Linked DNA regions of Danio rerio: region 1 is linked to region 2. Evidence: chromatin contacts called from public Hi-C data. All regions are on one chromosome and are shown on one strand. Each heading gives the region's core, a stretch centred on a gene start, on an enhancer-like site or on the middle of the called end of the contact. The rest is flanking DNA. Distances are from core to core; before and after follow the strand shown.

Region 1 (6,063 bases), core at 917-3,416, 320 kb after region 2:
CATCAAGGTGGCTGCATGGTTACTGTAGTATATACACATGAACATATTCAATACTGAATCCACAGATTGGCTCCTGTTAGTATTAAAAGTGCATTCAAAGAATAAGATGTTGTAAGTGTTGGTGAAGTGTTGACGTTGTTAGTGTTTTGCCTAGTAGCTATTATATTTTACAAGTGCACTAAATACTTTATGAAAGCCTGAAACTGATGACAGAAATGATTTCTTATTGATATCTGTGAAACACCATATTTCTGAATAATCCTGGAAAAAATACACATCGCCGTATCTTTATTGCGTTTGATTACCATATTCACCCTGATTTATCTCAAGTTTACTGAAATGGAGTTTTCACACATTTGTTTTAGAATAATTATCTATAATACCTTGCTCCTGTCACCTAAGAAGTGGAAGCCGAAGTGACAATCCACACAGGCTTCCTAAATGGACAGAAGATTGGAAAAAAGTTCAGTAATTGAACTATTCAACATTAAAGCGTTAATTTTAAGTTCTGTCATCATTCATTCACCCTTCAGTTTGACCAAACCTATTTGGGTTTCTTTCTTTGGTTGAACACAATGGATTGTGAACCTCTCAACCATGGTAGTTGTTTTTTCTACAAATAAAGTCAACAGGTTACAGGTTTTCGGATTTCTTTAAAATATATTCATTAGTGTTCAGCAGACGAAAGAAAATCATTAAGGTTTTGAACTACTTGGGGTGAGTACATTTATATTTTCTTGTGTGAACAACATGTGTTTTAAAGATATTTCAAGATTGCATTAGGGCACAGAAAAAGCTCATTTGTAACTGATGAAGAGAAATGAAGAATGAGTTTACTGAATTATTAATACAACAAAGACTAAAGTATTATTTTACTTTCCATCATCCATTTTCTGTACCTGAATACTGTTTGACTCTCTGGTTTTTGCTTTGCTTTATTGTCTTTATTTGCTTTCAATTTGTTTATTTTTTATACAATGTTCACACCCCCAAAAAAAAAAATCTGAATGATTTCCTTCAAAATAGAGCTATTCAATCCATCTGGTGAAATTATATTCATATCACAATATATATTGTATAAAAACAAAATATCGCAATGTCAGATTTTTCTAATATCATGCAGCCCTACAAGGATCCATCTTGTCTTGTTAATATCAATTGTTCAGGCTGCTGGTCTTGTTTTTTATATTTTATTTTTACATTCTTGGGTCCCAACTAAGGCATAATTTAAGCCTACTTCTGTTGCTCACAAGTAATTTTTTTTTCAATTTATTACCACAGTGTTCCCATTGTTTGATAGCTTACTTACAAAGCTCAAATCATCTCAGTCTGTGTTTCTTGAACATGACAGTGATTATTTTATCCTCAAACGGCCTCCACAGTCACCAGTTTCTAATCCAATAGAGCTGCATTTGGCTGTACTGGAACGACAGATTAATATATAGATGAACAACTGACAAAGCTGCAGTAAATGAGAGAGAGAGTATCATGTCCATTTTGAGCAAAATGCTAAATTTCCAATTCCTTGTCGAATATGAAGGAAAAAAAGCGGCTCTGAACGCAAGAGGTGCAACTCTCACAAGCAAGAGGCCGGTGAGATTTTTAGCGTCTAGCGCCATCTTTTGATCATCCATGTAAACAACCGATAAACTACAGTAAGTTGTACGTTTTAAAATATAATTTTAGTATAGCTGTATTATTTAGACTAATGATATCGAGTTGAAAATAAAATCAAAAGTAAAGTCTTTCACATCAGATTCACTTATTGAAACAATGTTTACATTAATTTATCAATTTACATTTAACAATTATATATATATATATATATATATATATATATATATATATATATATATATATATATATCAACACTATCATCGCAATTAATATAATCAAAGAGCATAGACGTTTTGTTATAATTAGTTTAAAGACTTTTATTTTGACATGTTAAAATGTTTTTTTTTATCGCAAAGATTATTATAACGGCAAAATTAAGATATATTAACGTCAGATCAAGAGTAAGATATCTTTAAATGTGCCCTTTTTTCTTCCAAAAAATATTTAACTTACACGTCGCAAATAATTCCTTTAGGTTTTTTTTTACTCAGGCATCAGGGCGTCCTGAGAGAATGACGCAGTATTGTTAGGTCCTTTTTTCACAGCGCAGGAAATTGAAAGTAAAAATCAGTACTGGTCCACTTAAACTCGTACACATTTCACTGCGAAATCAGTTATAAACAGTTTTTAAAATGTTCATTTCATCGGGGGATGCCGTTCCTTCTTTTAAAGGCTTTACTTTGATACTGGTAAGTATTTGAGCTTCATCATCATGACACATGCGGGTTTCTGTAAGCTGCAGTTATCAAACACTGAGCATTTAGGTACAGTTGGTTTTATACTCGCACAACAGTTCTGTGACAACTTGTGACACGGTCCTGGTATTGTTTACCATGCTACTTTCAAAATTTGGTCAGGAATGCATGCACGTATGACTTTAAAACAACAACAGCACTGTTTGATTAACAATGTTTAATAGTATTTGGCTACTAACGTTATTAATATGATTTCCCTATTTATATTTTGCAAAAAAAAAAAAAAAAACTTTTCTGAAAATATAATGCTAAGGAAAAAGTCTCAATGTGAGACCCCAATACACGGAGCTCCATATGACAGTTATTCCTCATATTCTCACAGCCTGCAGTATCTGTTGGAAATGTGGGCCAGCTCGCCGTGGATCTGCTCATCTCAACGCTAAATATGCCCAGAGTGGGATATTTCCACACAGACTGTCTCATTCCTATGGCTGGAAACAACCCATACGCTTCATCCACTGAAGATGCTGCTCAGCTCAGCACCAGCGCAGAAGGTAATGGATGGCTATTAGACCTTTACAGTACACATGAAATCAAAACTAACCATATTGATTTTGTTAGCTCACACTGCTAGTTTTGTGGTGAACAATACATCTGCGCATGTCATTAAGAAAAAATGTTTGCCCTTAGCTTTAATTAAAAGCTAAAAAAATGCCCTTCCTGTTTGCTTCCAGTTAAATTCTCAGATTACATCTGTCTGAGGTATTGGGTGGGGCTAACATGCTTAACCACGCCCCTCCAACTGTCAGTTTTGACCATACTATGACAACAAACAGAAAAGTTGATTTGGCTGAGTATTACAGGGTGTTCACGGAGTCTTAAAAAGTATTAAAAGTTGATAAATCAATGTAGAGAAATTTAAGGCACTTAAAAAGTCTTAAATGCTTTTAGGTATTAAATTTGATTGAATTTTTGATTATGCGATGTGTGGTTGTATGCTAAAGTTTGCCTGAAGTAAATCTGCAAATATCAGGATGCTGTTTAGTTTATTAAATCAATTAAATCTTGCTAGATTTGACGTCACTCTGCTTTGTTTACTGCAGTAACCAAGACAACACCGTTATTTCTGCAGTTCTTTAGGTGCCAACCTGCTAAATCACTAGATTTAATAGATTTTTATTCAGGATATGAATAATGTTTTAGTCTGGATTAGTTTCTTACATTAATATTTAGGATACATTAATATTTCGTTTATATAATGTAAGTTAAAATCTCGCTAGTGTTTCCGGTTAAAACCTATAATGATAAAAATGTTATAAAATATATGGAAAGTCTTAAAAAGGTCTTAAAAGCCATTGAATTTCAATCCCTGATTCCTGTATATACTCTGTTTTAGGTTATAATATCTCTCCGGAAACTTTTTTCTCAATCATTCTATATGAAATGCCTACTTTACTACATCCATTCAGATCGCAGTATAAAAAAACAAGCCACGCCTACTGTTTTCTCATTTACTATTTTATTTCTCTAGGAGCTGTGTCATAATACAAAAAAAAAATGTTCGTAGCTTCCAGTTCTTGCAAACTTTTAAGTGAAAATTCTGCTGCCGATTACTCATCTTCCTGTTGTTCCAAAACTGTTTGAGATTCTTTCTTCTGATGAACACAAAAGATGTTTTGAAAAATGATGAAATCCGGTAACCAATGACTTCCATAGTGTTTGCGTTTCCTACAATGGATGTCAGTGGTTACCGGTTTCTTTCTTTGTGGTCATCATAAGAAAGAAACTCAAACAATGATAAAGATGAGTAAATGATGACATACCATTCATTTTTGGTGAACTTTTTTATCTTTAACTTGTAACCCAAATCCATGAGTATAAGCCGGTGTGCTTACTCAAACAGATGTTGCATGAGTGATGTTGTGAATTTGTTTTTGTGCAGTGTATTCTCACAGGGACTTAAAACTGGCTGTGCTGCAGATAAGGGCGCCCATCATCCAGGTTAGTGGTGTATGTTAATGCAACAAGTGTACAGGTGCAATTAAAGGCACAATATGTATGATTTTTGTTTATTAAAATAAAGGCGTGCTATCTATTTTGATCAAGATTAATACTTCAATTATCACAAAGAACTTTTAGAAGAATGTTCAAATTAAAAAAAAAACAAGCAATTTGAACTATTGTGACAAACCGTGTCATGTGTTGCCATGTGAATTACAACACGCACCCTCGATTTCTGGTTTGCTTTTATAGAAAACAGAAATAGCAAAGATGCTCTAATATGTCGTGCCTTTTATTAGACTGCAAGAAGCAGCACTTTATCAGAATCTTAAGATGTATTTCGTATGAAAAACAGCATTGCTGCTTACTCATTTGATCATGACTGGATGAACTGGAAGCGGTAGACTGTGGTATAATAAAAGCTCTGTTGTCTTTATGCTGTATCATTCTTGTCTCTCATCTGTAATTCTTCAACTCATCCATTAACAAGATTTCTGCAGAAGTCCCATAATTCCATATTCAAACTGTGCCTTTGTTTGTTCTGAACAGATGCCCTCGACGGCGAAAATTGCATACTGTGCCTTTAAGTCAGGGGTATCCAAACTCGGTCCTGGAGGGCCGGTGTCCTGCAGATTTTAGCTCCAACTTGCCTCAACACACCTGCGAGGATGTTTCTAGAAAGCCTAGTAAGAGCTTGATTAGCTAGCCCAGGTGTGTCTGATTAGGGTTGGAACTAAACTTTGCAGGACACTGGACCTCCAGGACTGAGTTTGGACATGCCTGCTTTAAGTGGTTAATCAGTGTGGAGTTTTTATTGCCATGCTGATTTTTTTGGTTCTGTCTTTTACATGTCACAGACTCTCAAATATAGCCATTACAAAATGTAAAAGCCAGTGCTATCTAGATTTTGTTTTAAGACCCCATTATAGGGATAGTTTACCCTAAAAATGAAAATTTACTCACTATTTATTTAGTCCTCCTTATGTTCCAAACCTGTTTAAATTTCTTCTGCTGAACACAAAAGCAGACATTTTGAAGAAAGCTGAAAACCTGTAACCACTAACTTCCATAGTAGAGAAACACAAACACTTTGTCAATGGTTACAGGTTTTCAGCATTCTTCAAAATATCTGATTTGTGTTCAACCGAAGAAAGAAACTCAAACAGCGATGCATTTCCCAAACAACAATGTAACTCGCGGCTGAACTATCATAGTACGATGCATCGTTTGAGAAAAGAACAATGTAGTGACAGGTGTTTTCCAAAACCCTTTGTTTCTCTGTCGCAGATCCATCGCTTGAACCATGTTAGTTATTACGTTAAACGCCCACAATGATGCTCTAAACTGGGCGGAGTAACTACTTCATTAAAGAAAACCCCATATTTTACACGCACACGCATTTACACAATTGTAAAGATGAAGATCACTATAACTGAACTGTAAAAACACTTTGAAAGCAAATTACACCTAAGAGAGATGACCTTAATGCTTTTTTATTTTTAATAATTCCAACTTTGAAAGTTAAAATGTTCTAAATGTAAAGGGCATAGGGGGGATAAGTGGGAATAGAAGACAGCCAGGAACTATTTTTCTAACTACAGCTCCAGAGGTGTAGTTGCAAGCGCAGAAGTTTGCGACGCAGTTTGCGAATGTTCGTTGGAGCGACGTATTTGGGATATGGCAAATTAACAAACCCTGTTTGTAACGACGGAACTTGCGACCTTAGTTGGCTAACGATGGTTTTGGGAAA
Region 2 (5,660 bases), core at 1,650-4,149:
TTTTCGCAATTTAGCCTTCAGCTCTCTATTTCAATGTCTATCTAAGTAATTAGAATCACATATTAGACTTTCCTAAAATACCTAAGATGTTTTCTAACCACCTAAGAAAACACATTGTCGATACCTAGAAGTATTTTTGTGTCAAAAACAAAAGTTCTGCCTGAATTTAATAATCTGGGACAGGTCACTTCGTAGTCCGAGGCATATTGGGCTAAAACGTATATATATATTTGTCATATTTATGCATGACAAACCCTTTTTTCTTTTTTAAATAGTGTGTGTGTGTGTGTACAGAAGATTGTACATTCCATCTTTGTAGTCGTTAAACATATAAAGTCTTTAAATGCATAAATCTCCCATTCAAAGATTGTCCCAGATTACTTAAACCATGCTGTCCCCGTTATCTATCATATTTGAGAAATGTGGGACAACAAAAAATGTCCGAAAGAAAAAAAATCTTTAAAACGTTTTCAACGCTTTAATACATATTTAGGTACATGAATAGATCACAAACATGATTTGACAACAACTGGGAACATTGTCTTATTTATGACCGGTTTATGTCCTTAACATTAGTCTAGTCAGAATCCTGTCATGCATGAGAGCTTTCTGATTGACACGCGCCCTTAAATAAACAGAAATATACACACTGAAGCTTAGGTGTCCCAGATTACCCAAATTCACTCTATGTCAGACAACACACAAATGACATGCTTAAGATTTGAAAGGTCAGACCAAAAAGAAAAATTAGGCCATTTACGTTTTACCACTTGTAACAAACGTGTGGGATTTAAGCAGTGGTGTAAAGTAGCAAATTACAAATACTTCAATTACTGCATGATTGGTTTTTCTCAGGAATTGTAATTCACTTCGTTTTTAAAAAAATTTACTTTTACTTTCCCTTGAGTACATTTTTAGTGTTGCATCGATACTTTTACTCCACTACTTCAACATGCAGTCGCTATTTTATTTATTCCTGTCTATGAGGATTGGCTGAGTAAAAATCCAGTCCTGTGATTCCTGTCCAATCAGATCATAGAAACCACATCATACTGAACTACCTCAAGACACGGGCACTTTATAAATGCAGCAAACCGTTAGAAATAGGGATGCGACGGATCACGATTGATCCATGAACCAAATGGATCACAACCCATGGTTCTGAACAAACGTGAGCAGAGGATTATTACATTTTTTTTTCTCGTAGATTAATCCTAAATTAGTAACGATTGCAAAGAGATCACCTCTCATGTCATTCAAATCACATGTATAAAAGCATACAGGCTTTCCTGTAAAGTATAATAATGATGTAGTTGTGGTGGGTTATTTGAGCTGTGGTGGGTTTCTTAGGTTTTTAAAGGTGTTTTCTGTCATTACTTGTTTAGCCTGCATTAATGCATTCAGTGTAAAATGAAATTAAGATTAATCAATAAAAGATGGAGATCTCAACATGCAACATAAATGATGGTGACTTGCATATGTTTATGAATTCTTCAAATCGCTGCATTCACATCTGAAAACGCAAAAATCAAAAAAGAGATTGAGTCTTTAGTCTTAGTTAGCTATAAAGTTACAAACAGTCAAAGAACACGGAAGTACTGGGAGAACAGTTTATAGTTTAGATAAAACCACTGGTGTTTATGGTAAAGATTCAAATCTGTGCTTAAAAATAAAAGTTGTAGGCAGCAATTACATTATGTAACCAATAGGTGGCGACAACCAGCAATCAAAAATATGCCACCGAATAATTCTTCAAAAATGACACATCTAGCAATGAAACATTAAGTTTTGTGAGTGAATAAACTCATTTATTAAAAATAAGACTAAAAATAAATGTGGGTTGTACAAATTATAATGTTAGATTTCTACATTTAGCTCTATCAGCAACAATTTTAACAGTGAATATTTTAAAGTCCTAAATATGTTACAATTTATTTTTATTCAGATGATTATTTCTTTATTTTTTAGTTTAATAAAATGACAGGTTCTAAGTTTTGTTTGATAAAACTAGAAGTGTCTTGCAGTGCTGTTTTTGTGATAAATAGAAAGCAAATTACATTTGTCTCCTCTTTTTGGCTGATCTGAAAAATGGTCCGATCCGTGACTCATAAACCATTATGTAATCCAAACAGAGAGATTTGTGATCCACTACACCACTTGTTAGAAAGCATTGAAAATGTTCAAGAAGATCCAAAATCTTTACATGCAATGATCGAGAGACTGTTTAATCAAAGTAAACAAAAAAGTTGGATCCAAGATTGTCAACTTCAAAATGGCCATCATGGTCACCACCCATCTTGAAAAGTTTGCCCTCTCACATATACTAATGTGCCACAAACAGGACGGTAATATCACAAACCATTCCCATTTTATTAAGGTGTATCCATATAAATGGCCCACCCTGTACATGGGGGTGAGCAAACGACATTTCAAATTTCTGGGTGAACTAACCCATCACTTCTTCACCCCGCTGCGTAAAAATGAACAACAAATACCACACGCACATCTGGATTCATGTTTTTATTTTCATTTAGATATGCATTTACACGCATATTATAAAGCAAATATACAAATATCAAGCTGTTTTGAACAAGTTAGAAATCAAACGGCCCTACTCTCTGAAGTAATATTCGAACAGAAATGGGCAGGAAGGCTCAAAACGTAAGAAAAAAAAAACACTAAAGAAACAGAAAGAACAATAAACAACAAAACAAAGCAGCTTGTGGCATTGGATCAGTTCCGAGAGATTACTGAGCAGCACCAGAACGGCAGCAAGAAAAGTCCACTCTTGGAAGAGACCCGGCTGTAGACGCGAACAGGACTGGGATGAACAGTGCAAACACACACTCTCACACACACACGCACATACACAAGGCGAGGAGACGAGGAGGTGAGCGTGTTGAAGAGACGAGTCGTCGTCGTCGTCAGTGAGCCTGAGTGCTGTCTTTGGTAGGCGGTCGGTTGTGTAGTTTATAACCGTGCGCACAGAGACGATAGGAAACCATGCCACGCCGCCTCGCTAACATTCAATGCAGCCTCATCCATTACATTTCAATTAATAAGACACAAACCGGAGAAACAAACAGTTTTTCTATGATCCAAAAGGCACCATGAGTCAATACAGATACAAACATGACAATAAAGAGAGAAATAATCACTTAAACAACCTGAATGCGATTACCATCTTATCCTTTACAATGAACGTAGTTTTTTTTTTTCTCTTTTATAAACAATGCAAATCCTTCCGCTTCATAAATATAAACCCACTGCACCCAAAACAGTAACTCTATTGAAAATTAGCATTAAATTGGCTTTGAAGAAACTTTGTTTGAAACATGCCAGACGAGGGTTTGGTCAATTATCCCCATCTTACCAGCAGGGGGCGCAATACGACTTCATTCAGCTTCTCAGTGCTTCTTCAACTCAAAAGCATCTACTTTCCCCGCAAAAATGGAAAACAAGCAGTGATGAAAAAAAAAACTAAAATTAAACACTCAACCATGTACAAGAATCACTGCTGTGAATAGGGAAATATCTGCTATTGCCTGGTCCCTCATGGGCTCATCTTGTATCATCTCAGGAAAAAAAAAAGGGAGTCGGTTCCCTCTCAACTTGCTCGTTGCCTTTGAATAGGTGCAGGTTCCTCAGACTAAAGCTATATGCTGGGTAACTGAGCGTATATGTGTGTACATGTGTGGTGAAGGTGCCTGAATACACGGGTCAGTAACATGAACTCTGTCAAGAACACGTCATGTCATATTCCAACCCAAAATCAAGGAAATGTTACTTAAAGAAAAAGACTTTCTGAAATTTTTTTAGGAAAATATTGCATTTTTTTTTTTTGGCAAACAAATCTCACTCTTATTACTGCAATAAAACTAATAAATGCAAGTCATGGTACTATTTGCAGTACTGCCTTTATGGTGATTGAAATAATTGTTCTATGGTAATACAGGGAGATAAAAAAATACTGTATTATCGTAATAAGAATGAGAATTATCACTACCTACAAGAGAAATAAAAGAAAGCCAAAATATCTGACACATTAAATTAGAAATTATAAAGAGAAATATGCTTAAATGGACAGTTCACACTCCCTCATGCCATTTCAAACCTGCAAAATATCTCTAGTGGAACTTAAATGATGACGTTTTAAAGTAGTAGTTTTGGATCCCATTAAATACAATGAAAGTCAATGAGGGACTAAACTGTTTGGCTGCTAACAGGCTTCAAAATGTCGATATGTCCCACAGAACAGACAGGTTTAGAGCTGGCTTAATTTCTGGGTGAACTCCCTCTTTAATCACCATGAAATTGTGTCAGCACAGATCTAACCTGTTCTAAATACAGGCTTTATTTCACATTCTTCTCATTCTTCTGGTTTTAATTTTGGGTTGAACTATGCAAGACGTTTTTGCGAGATTCATCTATGTACTTGTTCATCAGAGCGACCCAGAACACTGAAAGAGGCATATGTGATTGACAGCTACATCATCAACAGCATCATCATCCTCAGTATCTGTGCATCACTTGCCGCCTTACATTCATCTGTTGACTTTCCGAACCATATCCAAGCTTTAGACCAACTAGAAGCGCAGACCGACAGGTCTTAACAAAGCCTGGTAATCAAACTGTAACCTTTGGTCAACTTTCTGAAACCTCAAGGCACAACCTGCCCTTGACCAGTGTAAAAAGTGGTGCGCCTTCTCCAACATTTCAACAATCGACCATCAGACCAGGACGTTAAAACCTCCACGTAACCCCCGAAGAAGAACACCAAAACAAAATCTTCAATTCAGTGTGCAATCCTTGGTAATAAAATGGGCGTTGAGGTTAGCTGTGAAAGCATTTTGGGTGAAGTCGACCCGTCTGGTTATATCTCGGTTTGAATGCAGGTGTTGCGCACAGGGCTAGCTGGCTGAGGAAGGTTGTTATTGCGTTCTTTAGGCGAGCTCTGGCTCGCATTAGCCGCACACATTAAACTCACATTCTCCTCTGCAATGTAGCACAGAGGACGCTCTGCCGCCCCATCGGGGGAGATTGGGGCTACCATAGCTTGAGGGAGGCTCCCAGAAGCAGGACAGTTTTCCAGCCGGTCGTTTTCGACTTCGGGAAGAGGGCTGACCGCTCCGCCTGTGTTGGGATGGCGGATGTGAGACTCGTAGCATGTAGGTCTGCAGGCGTCCAGGTCAGAGCAGCTGAACTCTGAGAAGTGGCTGGAGTGCGAGTCGGCCACAGACGGAAGGCTGCCGCTCAGAGAAGGAGAGTCTAGTTCGCTGGAGTTGGTGCTGCGGCGCTCCAGCAGCTGTGCGTCCATGTCTTCGCGTGTCTCATTAATCTTGGTTCCGCCGCTCTTTTTGCGCAGCTTTCCTTTACTCTTCTTGCCAGATGATGAGGATGAAGTGGAGGATGGCTCCTTGGCCCAGCGAGAAGTGACGCATTTGCCGTCGTGAAGACAGCCAGAGGGGCAAGCACTCGCCCCGGGGCCTCCACTGCTGCCGTCATCCATGCTGCTGCTGCCACTGTGGTGCCGGAGCTTCCCTCTTTTAGATTCCACATCCACCTGCACCTCCACACTGTTCCCATCTCTGCTCCAAAATCAATAAATAAATAACCCATTAATTAAAGCTTGGCTTTCTACAACACTAATAAACAAATTC

Evidence for each region. A called contact is a pair of places that touch in the nucleus more often than the background predicts.
Region 1: a Hi-C map of hematopoietic stem cells shows a contact between it and region 2, with 2.0 times the contacts expected there. The contact joins the promoter of psmg2 here to the enhancer-like site in region 2. A contact is called at or near these places in 2 of 18 Hi-C or Micro-C datasets (hematopoietic stem cells and an unstated tissue).

Annotation. Positions count from the first base shown.
Region 1 is chr19:13,452,609-13,458,671 of GRCz12tu, forward strand. psmg2 (proteasome (prosome, macropain) assembly chaperone 2) reads left to right here and starts at 2,167. Exons shown (of 7, transcript NM_213032.1): 1 at 2,167-2,306; 2 at 2,695-2,866; 3 at 4,255-4,313. The coding sequence starts at 2,250.
Region 2 is chr19:13,132,627-13,138,286 of GRCz12tu, forward strand. rnf19a (ring finger protein 19A, RBR E3 ubiquitin protein ligase) reads right to left here. Exons shown (of 10, transcript NM_001326695.1): 10 at 2,506-5,588. The coding sequence ends at 4,874. Among named protein-coding and RNA genes, the nearest start is that of parp10, 38 kb to the left of the region's middle. Within about 2 kb of position 2,900, at least 7 of the 62 cell types and tissues checked have an H3K27ac peak or open chromatin away from gene starts, as enhancers often do.